7 separate regions of the Mus musculus genome follow, and all the other regions are linked to region 6. The links are chromatin contacts, called in public HiCAR-type, HiChIP or PLAC-seq, capture Hi-C and promoter capture Hi-C maps. All regions are on one chromosome and are shown on one strand. The core of a region is the stretch at or near the end of the contact, and the rest is flanking DNA. Distances in the headings are between cores, read along the strand shown. Region 1 overlaps Nf2 (neurofibromin 2). Region 2 holds the start of Nefh (neurofilament, heavy polypeptide). Region 3 holds the start of Pik3ip1 (phosphoinositide-3-kinase interacting protein 1). Region 4 holds the start of Nipsnap1 (nipsnap homolog 1). Region 5 holds the start of Drg1 (developmentally regulated GTP binding protein 1). Region 6 holds the start of Sec14l2 (SEC14-like lipid binding 2). Region 7 holds the start of Ap1b1 (adaptor protein complex AP-1, beta 1 subunit).

Region 1 (2,700 bases), core at 32-2,531, 710 kb after region 6:
CAGTGTGTCTGCACTTGGGTCCAAGCTGTTCCAAAGTAAAGGAATGTTCTCTGCACTTTTCTAGGGTATGACAAACAGCATGATTTCCAATCTGCAGCACTGAATGTTCAATGCAGGGCTGAATATGTAGCTTGGGCCTGGTACATGTGACAACTCTCATTCTGCACAACTGACCTGGGACCGGGCTGTGTCAGGACACTAGATCAAAGCAGAGATGCATATAACAATAGCACGAATAGAAGCCAAGATGAATGGGATGTGTCTCCTATTTATTTTCTTATTAAAATATTCCTAGCCAGGGCTTGATGACACAAGCCTGTAATCCCAGCCCTTTGGAAGATGGACACAAATTCTGAGCTAGCCTGAACTGTGGAGCAAAAAAAACAGTGTTTCTGACACCTGATGACAGGCACATAAGCCTTTCAGACCTACATTTACATAATGATAGACCTTCCTTTTTTTGTTGTTACATTTTTGTTTATTTGTGTGCATGCATATGTGATTGCATGTGATCACAGGACAATTTGTCAAAGTTAGTTCTTTCCTTCTACCATTTGGGCCCCAAACCTTTTGAATTGAGGTCATCATGTTTGGTGGCAAGCACCTTTATCTGACAAATAAATCATCTTGGTGGCACTAGATGGCTCTATAGACCTCTAAAATAATCTTTAAAATTCCATTTATTTGGGGAGGGGGTATACACAAAAATGTAGAGGTCAAAGGTCAGCTTGAGGGAGTTGGTTCTCTCCTTCCACCATGTGGATCCTGCAGACCAAATTAAGATCATCAGGGGACTGGAGAAATGGTGCAGCAGTTAATCCCAGCACTCGGGAAGCAGAGGCAGGCGGATTTCTGAGTTCAAGGACAGCCTGGTCTACAGAGTGAGTTCCAGGACAGCCAGGGCTATACAGAGAAACCCTGTCTCGAACCCCCCCCCCCCCCCCAAAAAAAAGAACACTGCTGCTCCTACAGAAGACACAGGTTCTGTTATTAGCACCCACATGGCAACGCAGCTCACAACTGTCCTTAACTCCAATTCCAAGAGATCCTGACACCCTTTTCTGAATCTATAAACAGCATATACACATGCAGTGCACATACAACACATGCAAGCAAAACATGAATAAACACAAAGAAAAATTAATAAATCTTAAAGAAAATATCAGGTTATCAAGCAACTCTACGCATGGAGTAATCTTACCAGCCCTGGATGCAGGCAGCTGAGGAGGCCTGAATTGAGTGAATATGTAAACAGCAGACAGATGAACTCCTGAGTGTGTACTGTTGGCATGGTCATGCCTACGATCAATACCTCAGACCCACTGGAATTTGGGAATGTCTTTCCACAATTGTGAGGCTTAGAATTCAAAACCTTCCTCTATTTCAAATGCCAATGTTTAAAAATGATTGACCAGTTTCCTCCAGCCTGAGACTTCTTGTCTATAAGCATGTCCCACCAAGACTAGCTACCTACCCTATGTGTACATAACAAACATGCAGAGCTTGCCGCACTCAATGCAGTGCGCCATCAGAGCACACACAACCACGGAAGCCCAGCTTTTCTGTGTACCTTGGCTGTTTCTTTAGTACCTATTCTTTCTTTATTCCCTCACTGTTCCTAGTCAAGTCAAGGAGCCAAGCTGTGTAGTATATGGCATTTGTAGGCTTTTATTTATTTATTTATTTAAAGTTAGGTATATAGTCCTTTCTGAACAGTGTGTCAAAAATAGAACAGTCTCTGGTTTTCATGAGTGTACACTTAAACCTGTCTCTTTCCATCTGCAGCCCTCCTCCCTGATCGTGGCTAGAGAAGAGGAAAAAAAAAGGCTGAGGCAGGTGTTCACTCTCCAGAAGTAAAGAGGGTGGTTTCCAAAAAGAAGACAGGCACAGAAGAGTGCCCTTCAGGCAGTGGGGCTGGAAGGAGCCTTTGGAGCTGCTTGGCTGTGGCTGTGCTTGCTGCCGTTCCATTAACAGGCTGCAGTGTGATGTCACAGATATGTGATGCGCCTGTATCAAAAGACAGATGTGTATCAACTCTATAAACACGACTAAGTGCTGTCGGCTTGTTATTTTCTATAGGGGCTAGATTTACAAGCTTTACCCACAGTGAAGTACTTGTCATTTATCAACTTTAGAACGTTTTAAGTAAATAGCACTGAACACTTACCCTCCACTGCAGGAACACAGCTAGAATGCAGCACTTTTCAGTCACAGGAAGCAAATGGCACCAATAACCCATGGAGTTGATTGGAGCCTATTAGCCAGCACAACCATCTTACCAGTTGGCCAGGGATATACGAAATCATCCTGACACTGCCATTTGTTTTCTGACTTTGTCAGTCTTGGCACTGAATTTCTCTTTTCCCCGGTAGTGCTATGCAGCCCCTGACAATCAAACTCCTTGTACACACTGATACTACATTGCAGGGTGAGAGGAAACTAGGCCACAGGCTGAGGAAAGGCCACAGCGAAACAAGGTTTCAACTCTCTTGAAGAAAGTAAACCCAACTGGGGTGCTGGATGTGAATGCCTCAGAGTTAGAACCCACAGAAAAACTTAGATTTGGGGCTGGAGAGATGGCCCAGTGGTTAAGAGCACTGGCTGCTCTTCCAGAGGTCCTGAGTTCAATTCCCAGCAACCACACGGTGGCTCACAACCATCTGTAATGGGATCCAATGCCCTCTTCTGGTGTGTCTTAAG
Region 2 (2,700 bases), core at 183-2,682, 830 kb after region 6:
AAGTAGTGGGACGAAGCCTGGTAGAACGAATACTCCTGTTCCACCCACTGCGCAGGGTGCGCAAGAAAGGGTGGGCAGAGTTGGCATGGCAAGCGGCTGCTGGATACCTGATACGCTGGGTCCAGACGGGGCTTGCTCCATTTCAGATGGGAGATCAGTCTGAATCTGGGGTCTAACAGTGTGTGGGGCACAGGGGTTGGCCCCGGTGTTTAATTACAGACATAAAAAATGTGGAGGGTGGTTTCCTTTTTCTAAAGGAAAATCCAGAGTTGGGGCGCCCCAAGGGAGGGTCTGGGTAAAACCGCTACTTTGTCAGGTGGCATGCACCTCGCAGCGGGTCTAGCTACTTCTGAGAGGAGTCCTCTCGGGCTGCTCACTGCTCCGCCAGGAGGGGGCGACCCCTTCCCACCCCGCGCTCCCGCGCACCTCGGAACCACTCCTCGGACTGCAGCGTGCTCTGCACCGCGTGGCCTTCGAGCTGCGCGCGGATCTCCCGCAGCGCCGACGTCACGTCGCACTTGAGGGCGTCGCGAGCCTCGGCCTGAGCCTGCGCCTGCGCGGCCCCGCAGCCCTGGATCTGACCGAGCAGCTCGCCCACCTCCTCCTGGTGGTGGCGCCGCAGGTAGCCGCACTCCTCCTGCAGCGCCTGCGCCTTCTTCTGCAGCTCCACGCGCGCCGCTTCCGCCTCCTGCGCGAAGCGCGCCAGGGCGCGCGCCGCCGCCTCCGCCTCCTCACGCTGCCGGGCCTCCTCGTCCAGCCGCTGGCGGACGTGAGCGATGTCCTCCAGCAGGTGCTCCTGCTCCAGGCGCAGCTGCCCGCGCGCCGCCCCGAGGCGCAGCACGGCGCCGCGCATCTCGCGCACCTCGCGCTCGTACAGCTCGCCCATGGCGGCGCGGCCGGCTTGCTGCTGCCGCAGCGCCGCCGCCTCGCCCTCCAGGCTGCGGTTGTGCGCCTCGAGCTGCCTCACCTTGTCGATGTAGCCCGCGAAGCGGTCGTTCAGAGCCTGCAGCTGCTCCTTCTCGCTGCGCGCCGCCACCGCCGCCACCACGCAGCCCTCTGGGCCGTTGCTTAGGGTGTCTAGCGAGTCGGTGCTCGAGGCGGCGCCGCGGAAGCGGCTGGGTGAGGCGGACACGGAGCTCACGGACGTCCGCGCCCACGAGTGGAAGCCGCTGGAGGAGCCGGCCGCGGAGCGCGTGCCGCCCGGGCCTGCCTTGCGGCTCAGCGAGTAGTGCAGGCTGCCGCCTCCGTGCAGCGGCGCGAACGGGGCGCCCAGCAGCGCATCGGCGCTGCCGAAGCTCATCATGGCCGGAGCAGGTGCGGCCGCCAGCGGAGCGGGAGTGCGGGGCTGGGACGGGGCAGGCAGCACTGCGGCAGCTCTGGGACTCCGGCTCTTTTATATCCGCGGTGGCCCGGTCCGGCCCCTCGGCAGTGGGGGGCTGGGGAGGAGGGCCCCACCCTCTCCACCTCCTCCCCCGCGGCCCCGGGCCGACCGGCTTCTCCGCAGTGAGAGGGGCGGGGCTGGGGGGGACGACCCAGGAGTGAAGGGGAATCGACGCATCGTCAGTAGAGCCTCCCGAGGTCAGACCAAGGAGTAAAGGACTTCCGGAGCGGACAAGTGCAGACCTCCAGGTGCATGTCGGAAGACCCTATTAGTCAGAATAAGACCCTCAGAATAAGAGAGGGCACTGGAAATAGGGAGAGGATTGCAGAACTGATGGGTCAGGGCGCCTTCGGGTTGAAGCAGTGGGAGACTGCAGTGATTACTATGAGAGGACACCCCCACTTGAGAAGCAGCACAGGGTTGGTTCCCTGATAGTTAGAGAGGACCTTGAGATGAGGAGTGCAGACTGCAGTCACCCACGAAGGGATTCTGTATGGGGTTGCATGATGGATGCTACTGATGATAAATGGGGACCTTCTAGCTGGCGGTGCAGTGTTCCCCAGATACTACAGCGGCCCTGGGCCACCCAAAGGGGCTTAAGGAACTGTACAGCTGGCTTCGGGGTTGGGGTTGGGGTGGGCGTGGAGTTTGAAAGGACCGCAAAGCTACCCTGAGAAGGAGAACACTGCAGACGGAGAAAGGGAGCGCTGGGTGAGAGGAACGTGGTGCTCTCTAAAAATTCCAGTGGCCACGACTGGAAAGTGGAGTCTCCTCTTGCCCGGAAAGGAAAACTGCCTACGAAGAACAGGGGGTCCCTCAGTAGGCAGCAAGAGCCTCAACACCGAAGCCAAGTTCTGCCACAGGGTGGGGTTAGCTTCTGTGCTTCGCTAGCTGAATGACCTTGTACAAATTGTGTTCTCCTATGTTTGGTTTTCCCTTGTGTGCAAGAGACAAGATGCAGCTCCAAGCTCCCATGTGCCCCTAGGAGGTTCGAACTTGGGAAATGTCTGGCTGATTTTGGGGAGGAGAACCCACATATTGCCAGTCGGAATAGTAACCAGTTCCTCTCACCTGAGAACTTTGTCTTTCTCCCTTCCTTGCCCGATTTTTCTGCTTTATCTTGGCATCTCATTCCTTTTCCAGAATAGATGAACCAGTACTGCCGTAAGCATCCCCTTTCATGCTCCGAGGAAGTGGTGGAGTGGTTTTTCAGTACCAAAGTCCACCGACCTCCATCATGAGCCCTACTGAGGCTTCAGGTGAAAGGGCGGGGACGGCGGAGGGGCTTAGACTTGGAGCTCTTGCTTTATTATACGGCT
Region 3 (2,700 bases), core at 154-2,653, 790 kb before region 6:
ATCCTGTTCTGACTTCCTTATTTACACACATGGGCACACACCATGTGATCTGACCCTACACACACACATACCACACACATATATACACACCACATGCACACCCCCCCACCCCTCCCCAACCCCACCCCCACACGCACACACACGCACTCTTTGGGGGGCGGTGTTTATATGTGTGTTTTGCCAGCATATGTGTATGTGCATGACTGAGTATCAGAGGAGGGAGTCCATATTCTGGATCTGGACACAGATGGCCTTATGCTAAGTGCTGGGAACTGAACTAAGTGCTCCGCAAGAGCAACAAGTGCTCGTAACTAATGAGCCACCTCCCCAGTCCGGACAATGGTTTTAAAAGGCATGTCAGGTGGTTTGGGGACATGGTTCAGAGACTAGGAGTACTTGCTGCTCTTCAAGAAGAGCTGACCCGAGTTCCACTGCCTACTTCAGCTACCTCCCATGGTCGACAACTGCCTATAACCCCAGTTCTTGAGGCCCTGAAGTTTTCCTATGGCCTGAGTACAGACACAGATAAACCCACAAATAAAAATAACCCTTTTCTTCTTAAAAGACACATCAGGGTTCAATCACTTCTCATAGTTAGAATCACATTAGCTTTCCACTATGATAAAGTCTATAAAACTTACTTCATAGTGTTATTTTTTTCCTCCCTACATTGTGGCAAGATCAAAACAGAGTTTCTATTCTTGGATTTGCCCCAGTCACAAGGTAGTCTTGGCAAACCACCCTGTTCTCTCAGTTTACTGAGGCTGCTTGGGAACTTCAACTGCCAGCCAAATAGAAACTCCAAAAGCCCTAAGTTATGTGGATGTGGTTTAACTGTAGACACAAATTATTGCAACTAGATTTCCTATATACTGCTTGAGGGGAGTTGGAAGGAAGACATTTTACTTCTGGGCTGGTAAAAAGGGTGGACTTTACAATATAGCTAAAGGAATTCAATGTTTGTGTAACATGTATTTTCAGCTAATGATACCCTTTCTGTGTTCCTACTATATATGGATAACCCAAACCTCAAATGTTAGTAAAGGAATGTGACTGAACTGGCCCTAGCAAAGTACAATTTAAATATATTGCTTCCAGACAGATAATTCTTAGTTGTGCTGTCTATGTGGTCTTAAATTCTTCCTGCTTCTGCAATCAGCATCCGCTCTTACAACTGTGTAGTGCTTTTGGGGCTCCTAATCCACCCCACTCCACGATGCCTTCTGACACAGTGACTCTGTACTCACACTGGTGGAAAAGGAAGAAAAGCCCTGGGCATGCAGTTGTGCAGGTCTCACGCGGAGCTGCTGCTAAGCAAAACCTCTCTGCCACTCTCGGCTTGGCTGAGTTCCTCTCTTGGCTCAGGGTTAGTGATCTGGTAAGGTCTAGGAGGCTTAGGACCCAGGGGGCGCCTTTCAGCTGAAAAACACCTCGGCTGCAGCAAGCTAGCTGGGAAGCTCCCAGTTCTAAAGAGAGGCTGTTTACCAGAAGAGCATAACAGGGGCCGGCCAGTCTGACTGCAAGGAGACAAAACTGCTGCCAAGGAGGACCCCCCCCCCCCATTTGGACACTGGCTGTTGAGTCACCTGCGAGCCGAAGAGACGAGGATGCTGTTGGCTTGGGTACACACATTTCTTCTCAGCAACATGCTTCTGGCAGAAGCCTATGGATCTGGAGGTGAGATTACGTTTTCTCCCCCTTTCTGCAGCAACTTAAATGAAACAGATTCCCCAAACGTGGTCAGGCCGACAGGGAAGGAAGGTTTTGGCTGCTTTTCTCGTTATCCTACGAAAGCATTCTTCTCTCCTCTCTCCTTCCTTGCCAGAGGCTTGCAGCTCCATCTTTGCCATTAAGAACAAAGACAAGTAGTCACTTTCTCTTTCCCTTTCCTTTCACACGAGTGGATGGAGTGGAATTCGTCTCTTCTACTCCCCAGAGTCTTACCCTTTTAAAGTCCGTTTGCTTTGTGTGGCAGGCGCACGAACCTCCCCTCTCCAGCCTCCTCCCGTGGCTCTCTGCTGAGGGGAGTGGGAGCTTAAGAGATGAGGCAGAGACCCTCAGCTGGGGTCTCTATTGGATCTTTTGCTTCCCTGAATCAAAGGCTTTTGTGGAATTCTCTTGGGAGCTGGCGGTGTCTGTTAAACTAGCAGAAAGTGGCTGTATTCGTAGAGAAGGGAACACCAGTTTATATAACATTGACTTCTCAACACTGGGATGACTTCCATGTCTGACTGCCCAGAACCAAACTCACCATCTCCACAGAAAGACCTTAGGGAGAAAGACCTTCTTGTACCTTCAAAGTGGTCCCAAGTCCAAGAATAACAACCCTTTGCAGTTGTGCAGCGATCTTAAGCTTTTTTAAAAGGAAGGAAGGAAGGAAGGAAGGAAGGAAGGAAGGAAGGAAGGAAGGAAGGAAGGAAGGAAGGGAAGGGAAGGGAAGGGAAGGGAAGGAAGAAGAAAGCTAAATCGAGTGTTGTGTGTGGACCAAACGCCGCCAGGGGCGTGACACTCTGAGGTACACAGGGCTTTCTCCCGCGGGGCCAGAGAAACGCACTAAGAGTCTCGGGCGGGTTCCTCTTCCTCATAGGCTGCTTCTGGGACAACGGCCACCTGTACCGGGAGGACCAGCCCTCGCCCGCGCCGGGTCTCCGCTGCCTCAACTGGTTGGCCGCGCAAGGCAGCCGCGAGTCGCTCACCGAG
Region 4 (2,700 bases), core at 187-2,686, 760 kb after region 6:
TCTCTCCCTCTCTCTCTCTCTCTCTCTCTCTCTCACCCTGTTGTCTGACCCACGGACTGGGTCACGTTAGTATAAGCCCAAAGACCTTAGTTCGATTCCCAGCACCACAGCAGGAGAGGTTGCTTGTAATCCCAATGTTGGGGAAGCATAGACAAGGAGATCCTTGGGGCTCACTTGCCAGTAGCCTAGCTGATGGAGGGGGCGGGGCATGGCTAACATCTCTGCCTTGGAGGTTTCAGTCAGCAGTGATTGGAGTGATTTGTCTGCTCCACCAGGCCTTGGCTGCCAAGAAGTACAGATAGGACTTGTTCAGCCAACCTTTGCTGTCTCAAGATCTTAGATGAGACCTAACTTGCCAGACTCACAGTTTGAAGCACTCCGGAAGTTAGTTATACCGGCTGTAAATCCCCTGCACCGAATTACAGTCGGTGGCTTGGCATCCTCCCCCACCCCACTCCCCCGTTGGTGTGTCTCTGTCCCTGTGTCCCCCAGGGGATCAGAAGGGATCCATCTCTGTGTGGGCTGAGAAAGCAAATATAGAGCCTCCAGGTGAATAGACAGTGAAGAGAAAATGTTTTTTGTTTGTTGTTTTAATTCCGTAGTCTCTTTTTGTTGTTGTTTTGTTTTGTTTTATTTTGTTTTTCGAGACAGGGTTTCTCTGTATAGCCCTGGCTGTCCTGGAACCCACTTTGTAGACCAGGCTGGCCTCGAACTCAGAAATCCGCCTGTCTCCCGAGTGCTGGTATTAAAGGCATGCGCCACCACTGCCCAGTTCGTCTCAGCCTCTTAAGTGCACCATCACACTCGGGCTTTGGAGAAAGAGCATCCTGCTTGCTCAGAGTCTTGTCCATCTGTTTTAAATGGTTAAAGAGACAGTTCTGCCTTTAAAAGCTCTTGGAGGAGACCTGAGTTTGGATCCCAGTACCCATTAGAGTGCCTCAAAATCTCCTTTAAACTCCAGTTCCAGGATATTTGAGGCTTCTGGACCCCCCCCAGGCTCTCTCTCTCTCTCTCTTTTAAAAATTGTTATAGATTTTGTTCTTTTGAATAGACAAATATTGTCTGTTGATGCCTTGACACAGAAGAACACAAGATGTAGACAGAACATTTGCCAAGCCATGTGTGAGGTCCTGGGCTCCACCTCCAGCACCCAAGGAGGAAGGGAACTCACATAGTTTGTGAACAATTTTAGGGGTATAAAGACTGTCTTTAGTTTATCCTCAGAATGTCCAGGACATACAACCCTGCGATTATCGAGATGAATTCCCAGGTACAGAGGGGAAAAGGTCGTTGAAGAGAACAGAACTAGTTAGCTGCAGAGTTTCAAGAGCTCGGAGGTGTGGGTATGGACTGTGCAACTGTAGAGTTGGGGGACTCCCACCTGCTTGTGTTTGAAAGGGAAGCTGGCGAGGGGAGGGCGTGGTTTTCTCTAGTCCTGCCCCCAGCCACTGGGCTGAGGCGTGGCTTTCCTCCAACCTGCTCCGGTCCAACATGGCTCCGCGGTTGTGCATCATCTCTGCAGCGGCACGGCGGCTATTCACGAAGCCGAGACCCCGTGCTGGGGACCTCGCGGCTGCGGGTGCTGTGCGGTGAGAGGCCGACGGGGCTGACTGCGTGCCCGGAACAGGAGCAGGGGAGGGGGCTGGAATGAAAAACAGACTCTCGGATTTGGAATTGAGGGGTTAGAGGCAGAGAGCTACCAGGATGTAGGCCTGAGGCTGAGAAAGAATGGGGAAGGTGAAAAGGTATGGGGATGGTTTTGGTTTTTAAACAGGTTCGTACTACATGTGATTCGACCTCGGAATCTTCTTGCCTCTGCCTCCCAGATAGTGAGGGTGTGCACTACCATGCCTAGCTGGGCAGGTTCTTTGTCCTGTTTGGGACCTGGATCTGGGCTGAGAATAAAAAATGAGGTGAGTGGGAGGGACAGGTTTTGAGCCCTGGATCCCGGACGAAGGCAGAGGATATTGGCAGCCTTTTGCCTGGCCTTTGTGGTTTAGCACGCGCTGGGGTCTTCTGAGCCAGCAGAAAGTTTTGGAAGGAGAGGAGGACTGGGGGTACGGTGGGAATTCCCAAAGTGATTCCGCACCCTGCTTTGTACAGGTGGGTCAACAGAGTGGGGTGGGAGCTGTTCAAGGTCAGCGTCCGTGCCATGTGGAGGCAGCTCTGGATGTTAGGACCCAGGTCTTACGATGCACTCTGCACTTTGTACCACGGCTGGTGGCCTCCTAGGAGAGAGGCTCAATTCTGGCTTTGGAGAGCTTGGCTTCCTTCCCCTGACTGGCTCTGGGCTGCTCCTCCCTCCTCGATGCCACGCCCGGTGCTACCCCCATCTCTGCACCTATCACCCGGAGCACTTCTGACCCTGCTCTCCTGTTTCCCCAGCCCCACACCCTCACAAGTTTTAGGACAGGGTTTGTGCAAAAAGCATTAGCTAAAGAAGTGGAACACCTGCCCTCACACCTGTGGAAAGGGACCTGCGTTACTCCTGCCCCAGCCCAAGAATGTGGCCATGGAGTTCCGTTAGATCGCTGTGCACATTAGGAAAGCACGGATAGAAGAGTTGGGACGCGTGCCCTTCACTTCCGTGCTGGGTAATGAGAGAGAAGCCGACAATGGGAAAAAAGCCTAGAGTGTACCTTGTAAACTCAGCCTTTTCTGGAGGGATGACCTTGGGTAGGAGGAGAAAATAGGATGTGT
Region 5 (2,700 bases), core at 2-2,501, 850 kb before region 6:
TGGCTCATATTCACGAGCATCCAGCAAACTGCAGACTGAAGAGGATACAGGCAACTAAGTATTTTTTAAAAAGAAAAACCAAGCCTGGCTAATGTCAGCACTCTGGAGGCAGAGGCAGATCTGTCTGAGTTCAAGGCCAGCGTGATCTACACAATGGGATCCCTGACATCCAGAAGTATGTAGCAAGACCCTGTCTCCAAACAAAGGAGAGAGGTAGAGGGAGGGAGAGAGGGAAAAAATCCAGGGCCAGATAGACACACTCAAGTGCACTTGCTGCCAAACTTGGAAGACCTAAACTCAATCCCAGAAACCATGACTGAACAGAACGATTCCCCTAAGTAATGCTGAACACACACACACAGAAACATAAAAATAAACTGAATTCCCTCTCCCCTCTCCAGTTCATTCTCTTCACCACAAAAGAAACAAACGAGACCCAACGTGAAAGGACCCACGGTCATTCGAATTTCTATCCACAGAGGGAATTAAAATGCATCTGCTGATTCGTTTCTACGGTACCCAATCTAAAAGAAGGGTGTCACATTACGGACTTTAAAAAGCCCTGAAGGTCTCAGGGATGACGCGCCATCCAGGTACAATCTACTTACTCCCAGATCTTACCGTCACAACCAACGGCGTGTAAAAGGGGACCACCAGTGAGTGGCAAGTGGGCAAGGAATAACGGGACAAGACCTCAAAGCCCGTGATCGGATCACGGAGTCTGGGATATAGAAGTCGTGTGGCTCAGAGAAAAAAGCAAGAAAAACAGAAATAATGTCGAGACATGCGCCGAAAACCGGAGCAAGTGCTGGGTGTGGGATGTGGGAGGTTGCGCAGAGACGGAGCTGGCGGATGGGAGCTGAGAAGCCCAGGCCCGAGGAACTGAGGGAAGGGGCTGCATGGGGACGGGGCTGCGGCAGCGCAGGTTTAGACTACGGGGGCGATGGCAGCTGGTGGCACAGGGGTGGAAGCCAGGCCCTGACGCCGCGGACGCAACACCGGAGGAGCCGCAGCGCCGCAGAAGGGCCAGGAGAGAAGCGCCGGCTGCGCCTTTTACCTCGGCTTCGATCTCCGCGATCTTCGCTAAGGTCCCGCTCATGGTGGCGGAGGGCTTAAGGCCACACCAGCCTCCACACTGGTTAGGTCCCCCTTCTCGCGCCCGCCGCGCCTCTGGCCACCACTGCAGCGCGCAAGCGCGGGATCTGCTAAGCTCGCGACACGGTTCCGCGAGAAGTCCGCGCCGACGCTCTCGGAGATGGGCGGTCTCCGCCTTCTCCGCCGACTCCTCCCTGTCCCGCCAGCCAGCGCGGTGTCATAGAGCCCGCAGTGAGGTGACCAGAGCGGTCGCTCGGGCCAACTTCCCGGAGCGCGCCGAGGGTCGCGCGCAGCTCGGCCCCACCCCGCCGGACCTGCGCTCGCCCCTTCGACTCCCGTGCCCAGCGTGCACCTAAACCCGGCGACCATCAGAGTGCGCGCAGATACTTGGAAGCTCCCTTTCTTCATCAGGACAGACCTCGGCTTCCTGGGTTGTAGAGAGACTCAGAGGGGTGGGGGGTTGTAGAGAGACTCAGAGGGGTGGGGGGCACAATTTTTGAGGGATCCTTTGTTTACCAGGAACCCTAAAGAAGGAGTGTGGCACTCAACGAGCCACAGTTAGTGGATCGAATGAGCTCTTCCAGAGAGAGCCATTACTTGGAGAAGCTATCATGTTGAAAAGTTGGAAATTATGTTAGCACAAATTAGAAGGGAATGCATAAATAAATATAAAAGCATTTTTATTGTGTAAAATAAGGTTACAGCCACTAAAGCGTAGTGTGACTGGAAGTGAGTCCCGAATTTGTCAGATGGACAAATAGAACTGTGCCTTTTATCATTATACTCTCTAGGCTGTTTGTTAGAAATACACTTAGAGAGGCATAGGGTAGTGGTACCCACCTTTAATCCCAGCACTTGGGAGGCAGGCGGATTTCTGACTTCGAGGCCAGCCTGCTCTACAGAGTGAGTTCTAGGACAGCCAGGGCTATACAGAGAAACCCTGTCTCAAAAAAAAAAAAAAAAAAAAGTACCGGAGTGTGTCTCCTGGTGGTGCTGAGACCAAGGATCTCCTGTGTTCAAGGCAACCCTCGACTACCACACACCATGCCAGAAAGTACATTCTAGGAAATGTAGATAAACCAGATGATAGAGGCGCACGCCTTTGATCCCAGTACTCAGGAAGCAGAAACAGGTAGATCTCTGAGTTCAGTTCCAGGCCAGCCTGGTCTTCAGAGCAAGTTCCAGGACAGTCAAGGCAGAGAAAGCTATCTCGAAAAACTGGGAAAAAAATAAAATAAAAAAGGGAAAAAAAGAAAAAGGGAGGTAAAAGAATGGTTCCCATAGGAAGGTTTTTCCTGTAATGCCGAGGACTCACTCATGACACTTAGATCGGGAGGATCCCCCTGAACCCTGAGGGGAGAATTGTTTATGGGTCTGATGATGAGGGACATAGAGGGACCGACCATTTGCTTTGTGTAATTGTTTAATTGGGCTTTGGACACGGGTGCATACTTTCTTTTATCTAACTGTGTAACTTTGAATGATCTAAAATTAATTATGTAGACCAGGCTGGCTTGGAACTCCCCCAGATCCACTGACTCAGTGCTGAGGTTGAAGGAGTATATCACCACTCCACCTTTTACTTTTGAGTTTTTGTTTTTGTTC
Region 6 (2,700 bases), core at 52-2,551:
AAGGGAGGTGGACAGTGACCCAGGATAGCCACCCCTATCCCTGATCTCTCACTACCCAGTAGTAAACAGGCAGCCCCAAGCCTCCTACAACAGCAGAGACCTTTATCTGGTTACTGACCTGTAGGACACCTCCAGAGAGGACCAATGAGGACTGGCCACCTCTGCCCTTTGCCTTAGGTCAGCTAGGTCTAATCAGACCCTCCCATCCCCCAAAAGCAGCTCCCAGAGTTAGGACAATGGTCATCTAAACAACAAGCAGAAGGCCACCCTTCACCAAGGACCTCACCTAGCCCCTGGCTTAATCCCCACCAAACCTATGCCCAACAGACTTAGCCTGCACGTCAGCAGCAAACCTGGCATGGGAAAAAAGTCACACACAGCAGCCACATCTGCTGCCACACTCTGGAATAAATAAGAAACTGCACAACTGGGAACACTGGGGCTGGACCCCATCAATTCTGATCCCGTGCAACTGAGGAGATAAAGTCTTTTGGCCAGAAGTGCCAGCTCCCGAACTTGAATGGAGTAGATAAGTCCCTGTCTGCCCAGGTGCCAAGGCAAAGCCTGGTCAGGTCCTTTCCTTTTGAGTGGCATCACTAAGTTCAGGCAAGGGTCTGGGTTGCCAGGGTGGGGAGAGCTCTTCTCTCCGAAAGGATTCCAACCTAGTGAATCCCGGACATCTTAGACTTCACACACAAGAGGTGCCCGACAGACAACTCCTCTAATTTCATCGAAGAGCACAGCACACAGGACAGGGTTTGGCCCAAGGTCGCACAGTGACTTAGTGCCTTGAAAGAGCTAGGGGGAGTTTGCCAAGGAACTGTCAGGGACCCTTCCATATGCCACTGCCCCAAAAGAGAAAAACCTCCCGGAAATGGGAGGAAACCTGGGGCCCTGCCCCTGTCCCACGGCCCTGCTACCAGTCCCTGCCAGCCCGGAGGATGAATGTTGCCTTTGTGCCCTCAGCTGCCTCCCAAGGCTTCCAAGCAACCACTTCTTCCCAAGGGGGCACCTCTGGGGCTGCTCATGCTGAAGATCGCGATGACCAAACTTCCCGAGGTCCTCACCCTGAAGGAGAAGCGGTCCGCTGGGCACTAGCCAAGCGGGGGCGATCAGTCGCCCGCCCGCGAGGACAGTCCCTTACAGCCGCTTTTCAGCCAGGAGCGAGGGCCACAGACAGACCAAGAGCAAGCTCACCTTGGCCAGTGCCTCCTCCTGTTTGGGGCTCAGGTCACCGACTCTGCCGCTCATCGTGGCTCAGCCTTGGGGCGCGGTGCCTGCGGCAGCTGATGGAGCTCCGACTCGTTTGCCGCCGCCGCAGCCGCTGGAGTAAAGTCCCAGTCTTTGGCCGAGGCCCCGGGGCTGGCGGCCAAGACCCGCCTCTTAAAGGAGCCCGAGGGGCGGGGCGAGACGCGCAGAGGCCCTGGATTGGAGCCAGAATGCTTGCTCATACACCTGAGGAGCTACTTGGGTCTGGATCCTCATCCTAACCAAGAGGAAGCTGGAAAGCTCTAGCAAACGACGTCTTCTAAGGTGCGACTCCACAAGGCTGGACCGGGCTGCTCTCATAGCTTTCCTTACCCCAAAATGTTGACAGCTCTCTGGTGCCCACTGAAAAGGGATGCCCCTTAAGCGTCTTTCTGCCTGTAGGAACTGTGGTGTTCACTCTGCCATCTGCTTATGGTCACTACTACCAGCTCTGCTTGGGAGTGAGAGTTGACCCCCAGGGTTGCCGATGTAACTCAGTGGCAGAAGGCTTGCCACTGAGTTACGCGCACGACCTTAAGTCGGATTCCCAGCACTGCATGGTCATAGTGGCACATTCCAACACATACCTGAGATCCCAGCATTGGAGAAGCAGAAGTTCTGATCACCCTTAGCTTATTTATTGGGCTTGAGGCAAGCCCAGAATACAAACAAATAAACCAAATGGAGTGGACAGCCTTTTCCCTCTACCTGCAGAGCAGGCATGGTAAAGACCATGGCATCTAGCTGAAGAGAAAGGAAGACCAGCCTCCCCACTAAGACCCAGGTCTCTGCGTCTGATCTTCCCTGCTCTCTGGGAGCCACACCTGAAGCTCTCACATCTCAGTTGGCATGCTCTGCTTCCTCTGTGGAAGTGAGGAGGCTCAGGTTTGAGGGCCCGTGTCCCACGGGTGTCTACGGGGTCCTTTGCCTCACTGCACTGTTGCTTCTTCTCTAACCGAGGGTGATCATGGGCAGGAGGCTAATGGAAGTTAATGTACACAATTCTCAGGTTTGACTTCTTGTGGCCACCTCCTTGCTGTCCATTGCTGGCTGCCTAGCCAGATCTTGGCCGTAGGCTAGACAGAGAGGAAACCACACTGGAAGCCAGAGCCCACAGCAGCCCTGCTGTGCTTATCTGCTTCCCAGCTCTGGCCAAGAGCCTGCGGACTCCCCGCTAGTGACAAGTTTGACTAGTGAGTGGGTGGACTCTGACAGCTGTAGCCTAGCAGCCTCTTGTCCAGCCTATACCATCAGACTGCCTCCCGCCCCCCAGTTACTACTTCTGGCTCACACAATAGAGTTCATAGCCTTCTCCTGCTAGAGCCCTCGCCACTTTGATCTTACTTCCATGGTGATACCTGGTCACAGGGCCAGGGCCATTTTGTCTTCCTACTGTATGCCAAGCAGGAGGCATTGTTCTGGAACCCAGGAATATTTAGACACCACCTTTTG
Region 7 (2,700 bases), core at 162-2,661, 870 kb after region 6:
GTTCATATGTGCATGTACCTGTGCTTGCATGGTCAGAAGAGGGTTTTAGATCCTCTTGGACTATAGTCACAGATGCCATGAGCTGCCATGTGGGTGCTGTGAGCTGCCATGTGGGTTCTGGGAATGAACCCCTGTTATCTGGAAGAGCAGCCAGTGTTTTTAACTGCTGAACCATCTCTTCACCCCAGCATCTGGAATTCTATTTTGTCTATTTTATCAATTTGCCATAACTATTTTATCAATTTGTCATAATTATATTATGACAAAACTTTAAAGAATGTAAAAACAGCTGGGTGTGGTTGTGCACACCTTTAAACCCAACACTGTGAGACAGAGGCAGGCAGACTTCTGCTTGGTTTTTCAGTTTCCAGGTCAGCCAAGGTGACAGCGATTCAGTTGTTAGAGTGCTTGCATAGGATGTAAAAGCTCTGAGTTAGATCCCAGCACTACATAGACCAGGCATGATAGTACATCACTGTGAGCTCAACAATGGGGCTGGCTTGGGTTACACAGCAAGAGCTTGTCTCAAATCAATAACACACAAATAATAAAATAAAAAGGCAGACATATTACATCTAGGAGGATAACCAAGTGTTAAAAAACGATTTTCTCAGGAGCCTACGTGTTTTGGTTTTGCCTTTTTTCCTTACTAATATATTTCTTTTTTTTTTAAAAAGAATTATTTATTTTGTGTGTATGAGTACAACACTGTCGCTGTCTTCAGACACACTAGAAGAAGGCATGGGATCCCATTACAGATGGTTGTAAGCCACAGTGTGGTTGCTGGGAACTGAACTCAGGTCCTCTGGAAGACCAGCCAGTGTTCTTAATCACTGAGCCATCTCTCCAGCCCCCACTAATATATTTCTTTTTTTCTGCAATGCAGATATTATTGGTTTAATAAAAATGCTAGAATAGAAGTTTTATAATGTTTTAAAGGGGATGAACACAAGTTATCTATTAGAAAGAGAAAATTAATAGGACCAAAGTCAGGAATGAAATGGCTGTATCAGTTGAGGTCTCACTGTGAAGTATCCCTTGGATAAGAAGTCTTGGACGTAGCTTATGTTTTCCTTTTAGAACAATGAATTTTCCAAGGGCAGCAGAAAAAGTCTCGTTTTAGCCTAGCAGACAGGCGCAGTCCAGCAGCTGATCAGATTTGTAGCTCCGACTTTCCCTTTTCCTAAGACAACGTTGGCCTCAGTCTTCCCATCTGTAACTCAGAAAGAGATGAACTTTAAAGTCTTCCAAGACCCTTTCGATTCCATGGTGTTTGAGAGGGAGCCTGGCCAGGGATTCTGAGCAAGGGTATCCCAGCCTGAACTTAGCCGCTTGGCCCGCCCAGGCCCTCAATTCTCATAAAAGCCGGCTCTGCTAAGGCCCCGCCCTTCCCACACAGGCCCCGCCCAACAGGTCCCCAGCCCCTCCCGCCAGGTTGCACCCTCGACCCCGCCCCCGGGGTGTGCGTCCACCGGAAGTTCCGCGCACGGGCCTCTTACTTCCGCTCGGCAGGTGACAGCCGTGGAGCTTGGAGCCGCCGGCTGCTGCGACGCACCGGAGGAGAGGGAGGCGGAGGCTGCGGACATTTTGCTGCTGAAGCGAGCCGAGCCGCGGCACCCGGAGCCGTTTGGATTTGTGGGTGAGGAAAAAGGCAGCCCGGCGAGATAGGAAAACAAACAAACCCGAAGGGGTCCGAGGAGTGGGGGGGGTCTGCGAGGTCAGAGGTCACGGAGAGGACGCTGCGCTGGAGGGTTGCGAGCCGCGAGAGGGCGAAGGTGAAAGGCCTGCGTGCTCATTCATTCCCGACGGCTTGGCGGCCCGGCGTCAAGCCGTCCGTCATTTCAGGTCCGCAGTCCGGTTCGGAGAGACTCCTGCACTTAGGCCTCCCCTGCGCCCTGCTTGTCCCTTCCCACTCCTCGGCCAACCTCAGGCCTCCTCGTTCAGGGCCTTATCTCTTAGCCGCCGCCCCCCCAAAACGGGGCAAACATCTAGAAATGGCCTTCTGCCACCCGCCCCTCGTCCTTTGGATCCTCAGGGACACGTTGACAGAATGGGAGCACTTGTCTTAGTTCTAACACCACAAGAATGTCTTGTCACTGGTTCTCCAGCCCTTCCTGACTTCGAACCTCTGTGCTAAGCACTTTGTGTACTGAGCTCACAGCTGCCTCTGTAAGGTAGCTACTGTTGCTTTCCCCCTCTCACTCGCGAGGACACCGAGGCACGGGAGGTTAAATGACACACGGAAGGTCATTCGAGTAGTAGAGGCAAAATCAGGCTTCCTATGTAGGTCTCCAGAGACCTTCAAAGCTCGGGGAGAAAGGCACCTGGAGCTGGCTTGGGGTCTAGAAGTGACTTGATATATTGTCGCCAATATATTGTGTGAGTTGGTGTCAGGATGCAGCCTTCTCACCTGTCGTCTGATCCGATGTTTAGGAGGAGCTGTTGATACACTTTCAACTTAGGAGGCTGTTCGGCCAGGTTGTTTTTGTCAGTGTTTTGGCTCTCAGGTCTTCCTGCCTATTGGGCTATTCTTGGAATTGATATCCAGACAACCCCTTCATCCCGTTTGCACTTTATTCGTTTTGCAGTAAAGAGGGGAACAACGGGGCCCCTTGGGGGATCTTTTGGTCCTAGGTTCTAGGGGAACAGGCCCACAGGATGGCCTTTGGCCTGTCATGGTGCCTGGGATGACTGGTCTGC

The links. Promoter capture Hi-C pulls out the DNA fragments that hold promoters and counts their contacts. HiCAR-type assays count read pairs that join an accessible place to other places. HiChIP or PLAC-seq counts read pairs in DNA pulled down with a chosen protein or histone mark. Capture Hi-C pulls out chosen DNA fragments and counts their contacts.
Region 1: a contact with region 6 is called in a promoter capture Hi-C map of liver, with 4 times the contacts expected there. The contact joins the enhancer-like site here to the promoter of Sec14l2 in region 6. A contact is called at or near these places in 16 of 39 promoter capture datasets (the 3T3-L1 cell line, 3T3-L1-derived adipocytes, the HPC-7 cell line and 10 more), 2 of 484 Hi-C or Micro-C datasets (cortical neurons and liver), 11 of 115 datasets of contacts at active chromatin or transcription factors (bone marrow-derived macrophages, embryonic forebrain, embryonic limb bud and 8 more) and 4 of 9 other capture datasets (adipose tissue, embryonic stem cells, liver and 1 more).
Region 2: an H3K4me3 HiChIP or PLAC-seq map of stem cell-derived neural progenitor cells shows a contact between it and region 6, with 6 times the contacts expected there. The contact joins the promoter of Nefh here to the promoter of Sec14l2 in region 6. A contact is called at or near these places in 8 of 39 promoter capture datasets (the 3T3-L1 cell line, embryonic stem cells, erythroid cells and 4 more) and 1 of 115 datasets of contacts at active chromatin or transcription factors (stem cell-derived neural progenitor cells).
Region 3: a capture Hi-C map of embryonic stem cells shows a contact between it and region 6, with 5 times the contacts expected there. The contact joins the promoter of Pik3ip1 here to the promoter of Sec14l2 in region 6. A contact is called at or near these places in 4 of 39 promoter capture datasets (hippocampal neurons, liver and pre-B cells), 1 of 115 datasets of contacts at active chromatin or transcription factors (embryonic forebrain) and 1 of 9 other capture datasets (embryonic stem cells).
Region 4: a promoter capture Hi-C map of liver shows a contact between it and region 6, with 4 times the contacts expected there. The contact joins the promoter of Nipsnap1 here to the promoter of Sec14l2 in region 6. A contact is called at or near these places in 5 of 39 promoter capture datasets (the 3T3-L1 cell line, embryonic stem cells, hippocampal neurons and 1 more), 1 of 484 Hi-C or Micro-C datasets (embryonic stem cells), 2 of 115 datasets of contacts at active chromatin or transcription factors (astrocytes and kidney) and 3 of 9 other capture datasets (embryonic stem cells, liver and pancreatic islet).
Region 5: an H3K27ac HiChIP or PLAC-seq map of embryonic stem cells shows a contact between it and region 6, with 11 times the contacts expected there. The contact joins the promoter of Drg1 here to the promoter of Sec14l2 in region 6. A contact is called at or near these places in 1 of 39 promoter capture datasets (liver) and 2 of 115 datasets of contacts at active chromatin or transcription factors (embryonic stem cells and hepatocytes).
Region 7: a HiCAR-type map of astrocytes shows a contact between it and region 6, with 7 times the contacts expected there. The contact joins the promoter of Ap1b1 here to the promoter of Sec14l2 in region 6. A contact is called at or near these places in 10 of 39 promoter capture datasets (the 3T3-L1 cell line, the HPC-7 cell line, embryonic stem cells and 5 more) and 3 of 115 datasets of contacts at active chromatin or transcription factors (astrocytes, hepatocytes and stem cell-derived neural progenitor cells).

What each region holds. Positions count from the first base shown.
Region 1 is chr11:4,828,115-4,830,814 of GRCm38.p6, forward strand. The region is part of intron 1 of Nf2 (neurofibromin 2); the gene reads right to left. Among named protein-coding and RNA genes, the nearest start is that of Nf2, 20 kb to the right of the region's middle. Within about 2 kb of position 1,282, at least 7 of the 459 cell types and tissues checked have an H3K27ac peak or open chromatin away from gene starts, as enhancers often do. A contact at or near this core is called in hepatocytes and liver, where this site is marked.
Region 2 is chr11:4,946,632-4,949,331 of GRCm38.p6, forward strand. It overlaps Nefh (neurofilament, heavy polypeptide), which reads right to left and starts at 1,433. Exons shown (of 4, transcript NM_010904.3): 1 at 427-1,433. The coding sequence starts at 1,303. It also overlaps a transcript of Ap1b1 not described here.
Region 3 is chr11:3,329,328-3,332,027 of GRCm38.p6, forward strand. Pik3ip1 (phosphoinositide-3-kinase interacting protein 1) reads left to right here and starts at 1,404. Exons shown (of 6, transcript NM_178149.4): 1 at 1,404-1,677; 2 at 2,588-2,700. The coding sequence starts at 1,608. It overlaps Gm12592 (predicted gene 12592), which reads right to left and starts at 1,863. Exons shown (of 2, transcript NR_165248.1): 1 at 1,587-1,863.
Region 4 is chr11:4,872,515-4,875,214 of GRCm38.p6, forward strand. It overlaps Nipsnap1 (nipsnap homolog 1), which reads left to right and starts at 1,437. Exons shown (of 10, transcript NM_008698.3): 1 at 1,437-1,589. The coding sequence starts at 1,492.
Region 5 is chr11:3,265,212-3,267,911 of GRCm38.p6, forward strand. It overlaps Drg1 (developmentally regulated GTP binding protein 1), which reads right to left and starts at 1,252. Exons shown (of 9, transcript NM_007879.2): 1 at 1,058-1,252. The coding sequence starts at 1,099.
Region 6 is chr11:4,117,428-4,120,127 of GRCm38.p6, forward strand. It overlaps Sec14l2 (SEC14-like lipid binding 2), which reads right to left and starts at 1,302. Exons shown (of 12, transcript NM_144520.2): 1 at 1,198-1,302. The coding sequence starts at 1,251. It overlaps Gm51934 (a long non-coding RNA gene), which reads left to right and starts at 922. Exons shown (of 3, transcript XR_003949841.1): 1 at 922-1,533.
Region 7 is chr11:4,985,413-4,988,112 of GRCm38.p6, forward strand. Ap1b1 (adaptor protein complex AP-1, beta 1 subunit) reads left to right here and starts at 1,412. Exons shown (of 21, transcript NM_007454.3): 1 at 1,412-1,639.